Regions from separate parts of the Mus musculus genome. Here regions 1 and 3 are each linked to region 2. A link is a contact called in public HiChIP or PLAC-seq data. All regions are on one chromosome and are shown on one strand. Each heading gives the region's core, a stretch centred on a gene start, on an enhancer-like site or on the middle of the called end of the contact. The rest is flanking DNA. Distances are from core to core; before and after follow the strand shown. Region 1 holds the start of Retreg1 (reticulophagy regulator 1). Region 2 overlaps Gm48957 (predicted gene, 48957). Region 3 overlaps Myo10 (myosin X).

The links. HiChIP or PLAC-seq counts read pairs in DNA pulled down with a chosen protein or histone mark.
Region 1: an H3K4me3 HiChIP or PLAC-seq map of bone marrow-derived macrophages shows a contact between it and region 2, with 3 times the contacts expected there. The contact joins the promoter of Retreg1 here to the enhancer-like site in region 2. A contact is called at or near these places in 3 of 115 datasets of contacts at active chromatin or transcription factors (bone marrow-derived macrophages, embryonic forebrain and embryonic stem cells) and 1 of 9 other capture datasets (embryonic stem cells).
Region 3: a contact with region 2 is called in an H3K4me3 HiChIP or PLAC-seq map of bone marrow-derived macrophages, with 5 times the contacts expected there. The contact joins two enhancer-like sites. A contact is called at or near these places in 1 of 15 datasets of contacts at CTCF or cohesin (the NIH/3T3 cell line), 2 of 484 Hi-C or Micro-C datasets (bone marrow-derived macrophages and ventricular fibroblasts), 26 of 115 datasets of contacts at active chromatin or transcription factors (the NIH/3T3 cell line, VIP interneurons, bone marrow-derived macrophages and 15 more) and 4 of 9 other capture datasets (adipose tissue, liver, macrophages and 1 more).

The regions. Positions count from the first base shown.
Region 1 is chr15:25,841,926-25,844,625 of GRCm38.p6, forward strand. It overlaps Retreg1 (reticulophagy regulator 1), which reads left to right and starts at 1,373. Exons shown (of 9, transcript NM_001034851.2): 1 at 1,373-1,687. The coding sequence starts at 1,419.
Region 2 is chr15:25,439,903-25,442,602 of GRCm38.p6, forward strand. The region is part of intron 1 of Gm48957 (predicted gene, 48957); the gene reads left to right. Among named protein-coding and RNA genes, the nearest start is that of Gm48957, 27 kb to the left of the region's middle. Within about 2 kb of position 1,254, at least 45 of the 459 cell types and tissues checked have an H3K27ac peak or open chromatin away from gene starts, as enhancers often do. A contact at or near this core is called in bone marrow-derived macrophages, where this site is marked.
Region 3 is chr15:25,763,475-25,766,215 of GRCm38.p6, forward strand. The region is part of intron 19 of Myo10 (myosin X); the gene reads left to right. Among named protein-coding and RNA genes, the nearest start is that of Retreg1, 78 kb to the right of the region's middle. Within about 2 kb of position 1,352, at least 27 of the 459 cell types and tissues checked have an H3K27ac peak or open chromatin away from gene starts, as enhancers often do. A contact at or near this core is called in bone marrow-derived macrophages, where this site is marked.

The DNA.
Region 1 (2,700 bases), core at 123-2,622, 400 kb after region 2:
GCTACATCCCAAACCCTTCTGAAACCTGATTTTTGGATGCAGTTTAAAGGAGAAATCTCTTGGCACTGAGGATTTCCATCACAGCGTTTATCAATTGTAAGTGATACCTTTTGGACTGTGAGTCTCTTGCAGGTAGAAGTCACATCCACAGGACCCAGCAGTGTACCAGGCACACAGTGGGTGGTCAACCAACTTTTGTGTGAACCCTAGACTTGTGATTCCTTCAAATACAACATTCATTTAGATAACTGTCCACGTCTAGCCTGTAATGTGTAAATAAATGTTTACATTCATAGACACAGAGGCCCTCTAGATTAGCATTACAAACTTTAACCCAGGGGCGGTGGTCTCTCTTTGCTTTGAGAACGCACCAAATTCATCCCGTGAATGCAGGCTGGATACAGAGTATGCCCAGAGGATACCAGGTACCCCTGATGCATCGACTCTCATGATTGCAGGAGGGGATTTCATTCTAGAGAAACGAACAGAGACTGGACATGCACAGCAGTCCTTTAGTTTTTCCCACAACCAGGAGAACCACATGGGGAGCTCCGGTATTCTTCGACCTCTGAGGCCGCCCTGTGACAGGCACATCGGATCTACTGAAACACCTCTAAAACTTGGCACACTAGCAGAGGCAGGCCACAGGCCACCCTCTGCCTTCTCTGCTTCCTGATCAGCTCAATGACATTCTGCAAAGAACAACTCACTTAACTGGAAGCGACTTTCACCAGCGTGTGCCCTGTGGTCTGGCGGGTCCTCACTCTTGAAATCAGAGGGCCAAACCGGTTCTTCCTTGACTCCAAGTGTGCTTTTCTTCCTTTCCCAAGTCAGCGTTTCTATCTGACACAGTTAGGCAGGGTGTTCCTGCAAGGGACCTGGACAAGGGCTGAGTCCTAAGTGCTAAAATACATGGCCAGGGGCACCCAGCTATTTTCTTCAATACTAAAGGATGGACGACTTGTCTGCTCTGGCTGGAGAAAGTGAGAATGCACCACCTTCCCCCTTTTAAAATCCAAAGCCCAGACTTCCCTTGGGGGCGAGTCCTCTACCTGGCCCCCTCAACTGGAAGGAAAGAGGAAGTATTTTCGTTGGTCCCAGGCTCTCCAGGGACGCCGCCCAGCTAGCACCCACGGATCCGAGCCCAGGATGTGCAGCCAGACCCAGGGCGGCCCCGCCCCTACACGAACTTGACCGCACCCTCTTTCCCGGCGCGGCCAGGCCTGACGTCACAAGGCACCCAGCCGCCAGCACCCCGCGGTGCGCACCCTGCGCCCCGACCGGTCCCCCGTTGTCTCCGCTGCTCTCCCGACGCTCACCGCCAGGCGCGCGCGCGCGCGTGCCCGCCCACCCGCCCGCCCGCCTCCCTCCCTGTCCCCGTCCCCATCCCCGTCCCCGCCAGCAAAACACCGCTGAAGATGGCGAGCCCGGCGCCCGAGGAGCACGCCACACAAGGATGCCCGGCTACCGAGGAGCAGCCGCCGCGGCCTGGAGTTCCCGGAGAGGAAGCAGGGCCAGAGGGCGCGGGGCCGCAGGTGGAGGAGGCCGCCGGGAGGGTGGCCGCCGCCCTGACCTGGCTGCTCGGGGAACCCGTGCTGTGGCTGGGCTGGCGCGCAGACGAGCTCCTGAGCTGGAAGAGGCCGCTGCGCAGCCTGCTCACCTTCCTGGGTGCCAACCTGCTGTTCTGGTGAGCGCTCGGGCTGGGTGGGGGCGCCCCAGAGGGCAGGTCACCTTGGGGCGCCCATGGCCGGATGTGGCCTGGCTGGGGGGGTTGCGGGGGCCTCTGCGGTGGAAGTGAAGCCTGGTCCCACTTGCTTGGTCACCTGTCTGAAACAGGTAGTCACCCATTTCAACTTTCCTCTAGACGCACTTCCCTGTGAGTGGCTGTCACCCTTGCTGCGGGTGTCCAGTCTCCAAGGGGAGGTGATGATGGTCAGCTGACCCACGTGAGCTCCTGTATCTAGGGATGGTCCAGAGCTCTTGAAAACTTCGGCCCTGGTATTGTTAACTCTCAGGTCTTGACCTGTACTTTCAAGTATGGGGGGTTCAGAGGCCCGAGGGCTTGAATTAATTTTTTGCACCCGCGGAGGCATATCTGGGCCACCTTAGGTACATTCTATATGCTGCTGCCTTCGTGGGCCACCAGAGATGGGCAGTGAATGATTTGTTTTTCTTTCCCCTGGAGGGTAGGGTTTACTGTCTTAGATCCCAGATGAGAAAGCAGGAGGTAAACAAACAGGTGGATTAGGTACAGCGCCCCGCCCCAAGACTGCACAGCTGTGGGGGTGGGGTGGAGGTGGAGGTGGGGGGTGGGTGGGTAGTAATTTCAGAGAAACTCCAGAGGGAATAGGGGAGGGATTTTCTTTGAGTAGCCCCCAATCAACAGGTTTGCCTCACCAGAAAGTGTTCTGCCTAGGTAAGCATCAGGCAGCGTCTGGCTCCATCACGGAACCATGAGCCGTATCGTCTGGTACTAGTTCATCAAGGGGGAAAAAAAACCTTTGTTTGCTAAGTGCCTTCATAACAAACAGGGCCCTCGAAGTTCCGAATAAGCAGTTTCCCTAACAAGTACCTATTTACAGGACGTAGGTTTCTTAACCCCAAAGTTGGGAAATAAATAAATGCATAAAAAGAGACGTAGCCTGTTATTTTTTTCTTCAAGATTAATAACTTGAGCAACGTGAAGGATTTTCTTCAGCT
Region 2 (2,700 bases), core at 4-2,503:
GATCACTTGTGTGAGACCTACATCCATGGCAGATACCCTCATAAGGATACATGTATGGTGTGAAGAAGGTTGGCTTGGTGGGCCATGAGCCCAGAAATGCTAACAGCTTCTCAGAGTGTTAGGATCCGTCTGTGAGCTCTTGGGAATCCTCCAGTCTCAGCTTTGCATCCTGCCCTAGAAGCACTGGAATTACAGATAGTCTACTTTTCATGGGCTCTGGGAACCTGCCTCAGCTCCTCACACTTGCAGCAAGCCCTTAGTGCCCTGTGCCTAATTAAACCTTTCACTAGGGGATAACGAGTGTGAGCCTGAGGAAAAGAAGGCTTGCCCAGAAAAGCAATGGACTCCCGTCCAGCAAAGACTCTCAAAAAGAGAACTGCTGACTTTCATTCAAATCACGACAGGTAAATGCACAAATGCCATTATCCTATAAGGGACAAGGTGACATTATCCATTACTGGATCTCAGAGTGTTAGGATCCGGTGTGACATGCATGGAGTCCCAGGTCACCCTATCTACCTTCTGAGACTTGTGCCCTAGCCTGGGGTTGCATGGCTCATACTGTTACTACTCTTACATTCTCAGTGAGCCTCTGATTGTCCTTCGCCTCGCTGCGGTTAATTACTAACTTTGTAACACGGGAAACTCCAGCCAAGCGATTTTATCCCCTTTCCCACTGTAAGTCAATGAATCCGGGAATCTGTAAATTTCCTTCCACGGAGGCTATGGATCTTTCCTATGAGGTCTTGAATGTAGAACACACTCCAACTCTCTGGAGGGATTCATATAAGGCTCTGTGCTTGTGTGGGGGAGGGGGCGATTAACTAAGCCCCCCAGGTTCCAAGGGTCTCAGAAGTCTACCCCATAAGAGCCCTTGACAAGCCAAGGCCAGTAAGGAACAAGGTCTATAACTCAATGTTTCTCTTAGACCATCCCCTTACACAAGAAAACCCCTGAGTTCTGGTTTCAAGGACATGCCTTTAAAGAGACATGTATGTACCATACCAGAGACTCAAGGGTCTCTTCCCAAACACTTGTCCATATAGGTTGTTGGTTCAGGAGAAACTCTTTTTTAATTACGTGGTAAAATGAAAGAAAACAGCTAACATTTTTTTAAAACCCATAAAACTTCCTTTTCTTTTTGGCTTATTTATGAAATATCCACCCCTGTGGTTCTTCATAGTAGCTTCACAACAACTTTTTGGAAGCATGGACGAAAACTGATCAACCAGAACAAGCATGAATATCACAAAATTCCCGCTAGGGGGCGCTGTAGTTTAAAAAGCTCCAGAACAAACTCAAAACCCCTAATTTAGGTAACACCGGTCATTTTATTAACATGCCAAAAAGGAACTGTTTCTGGGGAACGAAATGCTACTGTTTCTCAGACGTAGCACAGCAAAACAATTTCAGAAGGCACTCACGGGAAAATAAATTTTTAAAAAAAAAGTATTTTTCTGGCCGCCGTTGCTAAAAAGTAGCTGACTGAAGCGCTCAGGGTTGGCCCCAAACTAAGGTCAGAGTGTACGTGCCCCGGAAACCCGAACCAGCCCAAGAATGCGCACGAGGCTTCGAGCCCAAAATATCACGAAAAAAAATCCTACTCTGTGCCTCGCTACTCCGCCCTCATCCCACCCCCCCACCCCACTTCTGCTGATACCCAGAAACAAGAAAAAGTAGGCAAGTGGCAGACCCTTGAAAGTGAGAATTTGGAGTGGCAGAGGTTTAATTTCATTATGTGTCGCATGTGCGCTCCCTGAGGAGGACACAGCTTACTTGTGGAAGGCGTCATGTGACAGGGAAAAAAAGGTCAAGCAGACACCTTCCCCTCTAGCTGAAGCAGAGAGATGCGAAGCGAGTGCCAGGGACCAGAACCTCAGACTCTGATCCAGCCCAAAGTGGTTGATTGCTTTTTCATTAGTCATTTTCAAAACATAAATTATTCATTACTCTAAAAATAAAATCCTAGTCTAGGAGTTGAACACCCGAGGGCTTGGGACAAGGCAAAGGGAAGCCAGGACAGAAATTTTGAACAAAGCTCAGCCAGTGTGCGCGTGCGCACTGGGCACCCCGGCCATCGGAAGCATCCTTCACACAGAAAACCCTCACAGTGCCTGGGGCCAAGGGAACCCTTCCGTTCATTTGGTCAGAGCTAAGGATAGGATAGCATTTCAAACTGCGTCAAGATCCCCTTCCCCATCTTGTGTGATGTTCTTTGGAGATGTAATCAAGTTAAAAAGAAGCCATCAGGGAGAGTCCCCGTCCAGAGTGACTGTCATCTTTCTGAGCAGAGGACGTTTAGAGATACAGAGAGACCTGCCATGGAGCAACAAAGGCAGAGACTGGAGTGGCATATCTATAAAACAAAAGACGCCAAGGACTGGTGACAGCCCAGCAGTCAGGAGCAAAGTGCTGACCAGCTATTGCGTGGAAGCCCCTGGAAACGTCCCTTCCCAGGCCTTGATTCCAGACTCCTAACCCTTGGATCTGTGAGAACACAGGGTCCTGTTGTCCAAGTCACCCGGCTTGTGGTATTTGTTCTGGCAGCCTAAGGACACTAACCCCAAAGTCAGAAAGAAGTCGATGGAACAGAGGAACCCTGTGAAGAGACCCTTAATTAATGCAAGGTCCTGGGACATTCTCTCTGTTCTTGTCTCCCCTTTTCTCTGTTTCTTCCCTCTCCCAGTCAACAGTTCTCGG
Region 3 (2,741 bases), core at 102-2,601, 320 kb after region 2:
GTGGTACCCAGTACCCCTGACTCCTGAATAAACTCCAAATCTTCAGAACAACAACTGCCAAGGCTTGATGTGCTCAGAAATTCTGCTTCATGGCGAGGTTTGTTTGGAGCGTCCACAGTGTGTGTCTGGCAATGGTGATGGCTTTGCATGTTGGTGTGGCAAGATCTAGCCTCAGAATAGCTGTGCTGCTGAATGCAGTTGATGCTCCTTAGCAAGACTGGCTAAGGGTCCCCTGCCCCCATCCTCCTGAGAGCACTGTTGGGAAGTGCACAGTGGGAAGACTGAGGGACGTCCATTCCATTCCGTCTCCTATTTAATCTGGAGAACTTTGTAAAGAGTGCCCTGACTGACCCCAGAACCCTGCATCTTCAAGGAAAGATTTAAGTCAACGCTCTTTTCTGCCCATCACCCTGCAGTGAGACACAGAAGGGAAAGGCATCTGGTGCTGGGGTCCAACCTACGGAGGATAACTGTGTGCACGCCATGACAGAGAAGTTACCATTCTGGCATTGCCCAGCCCATGCTGGTAACAGCAGTACCTTCTAGTACTTTTACCATATACCTAGTTACATGTAAAGGGCGAAGTTTTGTTTATTGTTGTTATTGTTACCATTATTTGTAAGTTATATTGTTTGTGTGTGTGTGCGCGCGTGCGAGTGTGTGTGTGTGTTGCACAAGTCGAAGGACAACCTGGAGGAGTCTCTTCTCTCATTTCATCATGTGAGTCCTGGGGACAGAACCCAGGTTGTCAGGCTTAGCAGCAAGTCCCTCTACCTGCTGAACTGTCTTACCAGCCCTCCAAGGGCAGGTTTTAACTTCCTTTTGCTCGCTGACTATGGGCCAGCACATTTGGAAACTGCAACGGACAATGCCATGTGTCGGCCATTGTGAAAGTTCCTAATGCTTGCCGTCCGTCTGGCAAGGGTCCTGTTAGGGACCACTGCCCACCACTGGCCCTGTTGAGGTTTTCCTTTGAGGAAGAGCACAGGACTTAGAACAGCCTGATCATGAAGCCTCAGGCAGGTGAGACACTCTCCACATTCAGTTTGTGATGGAGTGGTAATAGTGGTATCGACTGGCCTGAATAGGACTCCTGGGGATTTCTTCCAGGCCATTAGAATCCCTGGCCTGTGGTAAGGTGCTTTTTCCCTTTAATTCAGGAAGGAAATGGTAGCTTTCCTTTGAGCATCCATGCTTAATGTCACACACACACACACCCATCCAGCAAGCCAGGACCCGGTCCTTTGGGAGCATACAGTTGTCCTTCTGCAGTCTCAGGAGCCACACACTGGTTTGAACCCTGGTGGCTTCCTCTGGAGAGAGGAGGGAGGGAGTCCACCCTGCGGTATGGAGAGCAGGAAGCTGTCCCTGGGCAGTGGTAAGCAGGCAGCCCTGCAGCAGGGAAGGAAGTCTGCAGCAGATCCAGGGTCTGAGAGAAGAAGGAAGCTGGAAGAGTGTGGCTGGAGGAAGAGCTATGGCGGAGGCTGGCTTGCCTTCCCATGCCTGGGGAAACATTTGACCATATATTCACTGGGCCTGACTAGGCCCGTATGGGGTTTGGAAACAAGTACGTGACAGGGTACAATAGCTGCTAAGGTCTGAATGTGTGACCGTCCCAAGGGTACAGTGAGAGAGGAAGGCTTGCTCCAAACACTGGAGGGCCGGTAGGCGGGGTCTCTCCGAGCGCTTGGGGGGGGTAGGCACTCCATCTTGGCCTGTAAGGCCTTGCTTCAGCACACATTCTGCATGATTCTCACCACAGCTGCCCAAAGAGGACCAAAGAGGCTGCGTGCCAATGACTATTTTTAAAAAGTTAACGAGTCAACAACACGAGGATCTCTTGTTGTGTATTGGAAATTAAATGCAGACTTGATGGGGAAGACTTCATGTTTGAGGATCTCGGTCTTGAAAGATCTTTCCCGTGGTGAATTTGAGGCTGGAAATTTCCTCATATCTGATGTTCCACCTCCTTAGCCTAACCTGCCCCTCTGTCTTTGCTGGTTTGTGTTTCCCCCTCCAGCCTTTCTCCTCCTACTCTTCAGACAATCAGATCAGTTGCTGAGGGCTGTGTGTGTGAGCGCTTTTCTACGTAAGCAAAGCCTTGGGCTCAGCTAGTCCAGGAGCTGACTTGGAGAGATTTTTCTCTGGCCCCAAACACGAGCCGAGTGATCTTTAAGCTTGCTGTTCTTTTACTACTGAGAGCTTTTGTGGAGTGTGGGGTCTTTTGCTTCTGATTCTGGGCCCTGACCCTGAACCCCACCCCAGACCCAGCCTTGGCTTTGTTCTTTAACTCTGGAATTGGCACTGTGTGTGGTTCGTGTGGTATGGATATTCATGTGTGGTGGGTATGATGGTGTGTGTGCGCGTGCGTGCGCGTGCAGATATGTAAACAGGCCACTGGAAGACATTGGGCAGCCTTTCTATCTTCTCTGCTGTATCCTCTTGAGAGAGACACTAGCTGAACCTGGAACCAAACAGGCGGCAAGCAGGCTCGGTGAGCCTCCCAGTGCCCTGCCCCTCAGAGCTGGGGTTACATTGCACTCAACTATATACCAACTTTTCGTGTAGGTGCCGGGATTTGAACTGAAGTCCTCATGCCTCGCATGGCTGTTCTTTGGCGGCTCCCTCTCTAACTGCCTTACCCGTGGGTTTCTTTCTTCTCCCTTTCCTTTATGTGCATTGGTGTTTTGTTTGCATGTGTGTCTGTGAGAAGGTGCCGGATCCTCTGGAACTAGAGTTAC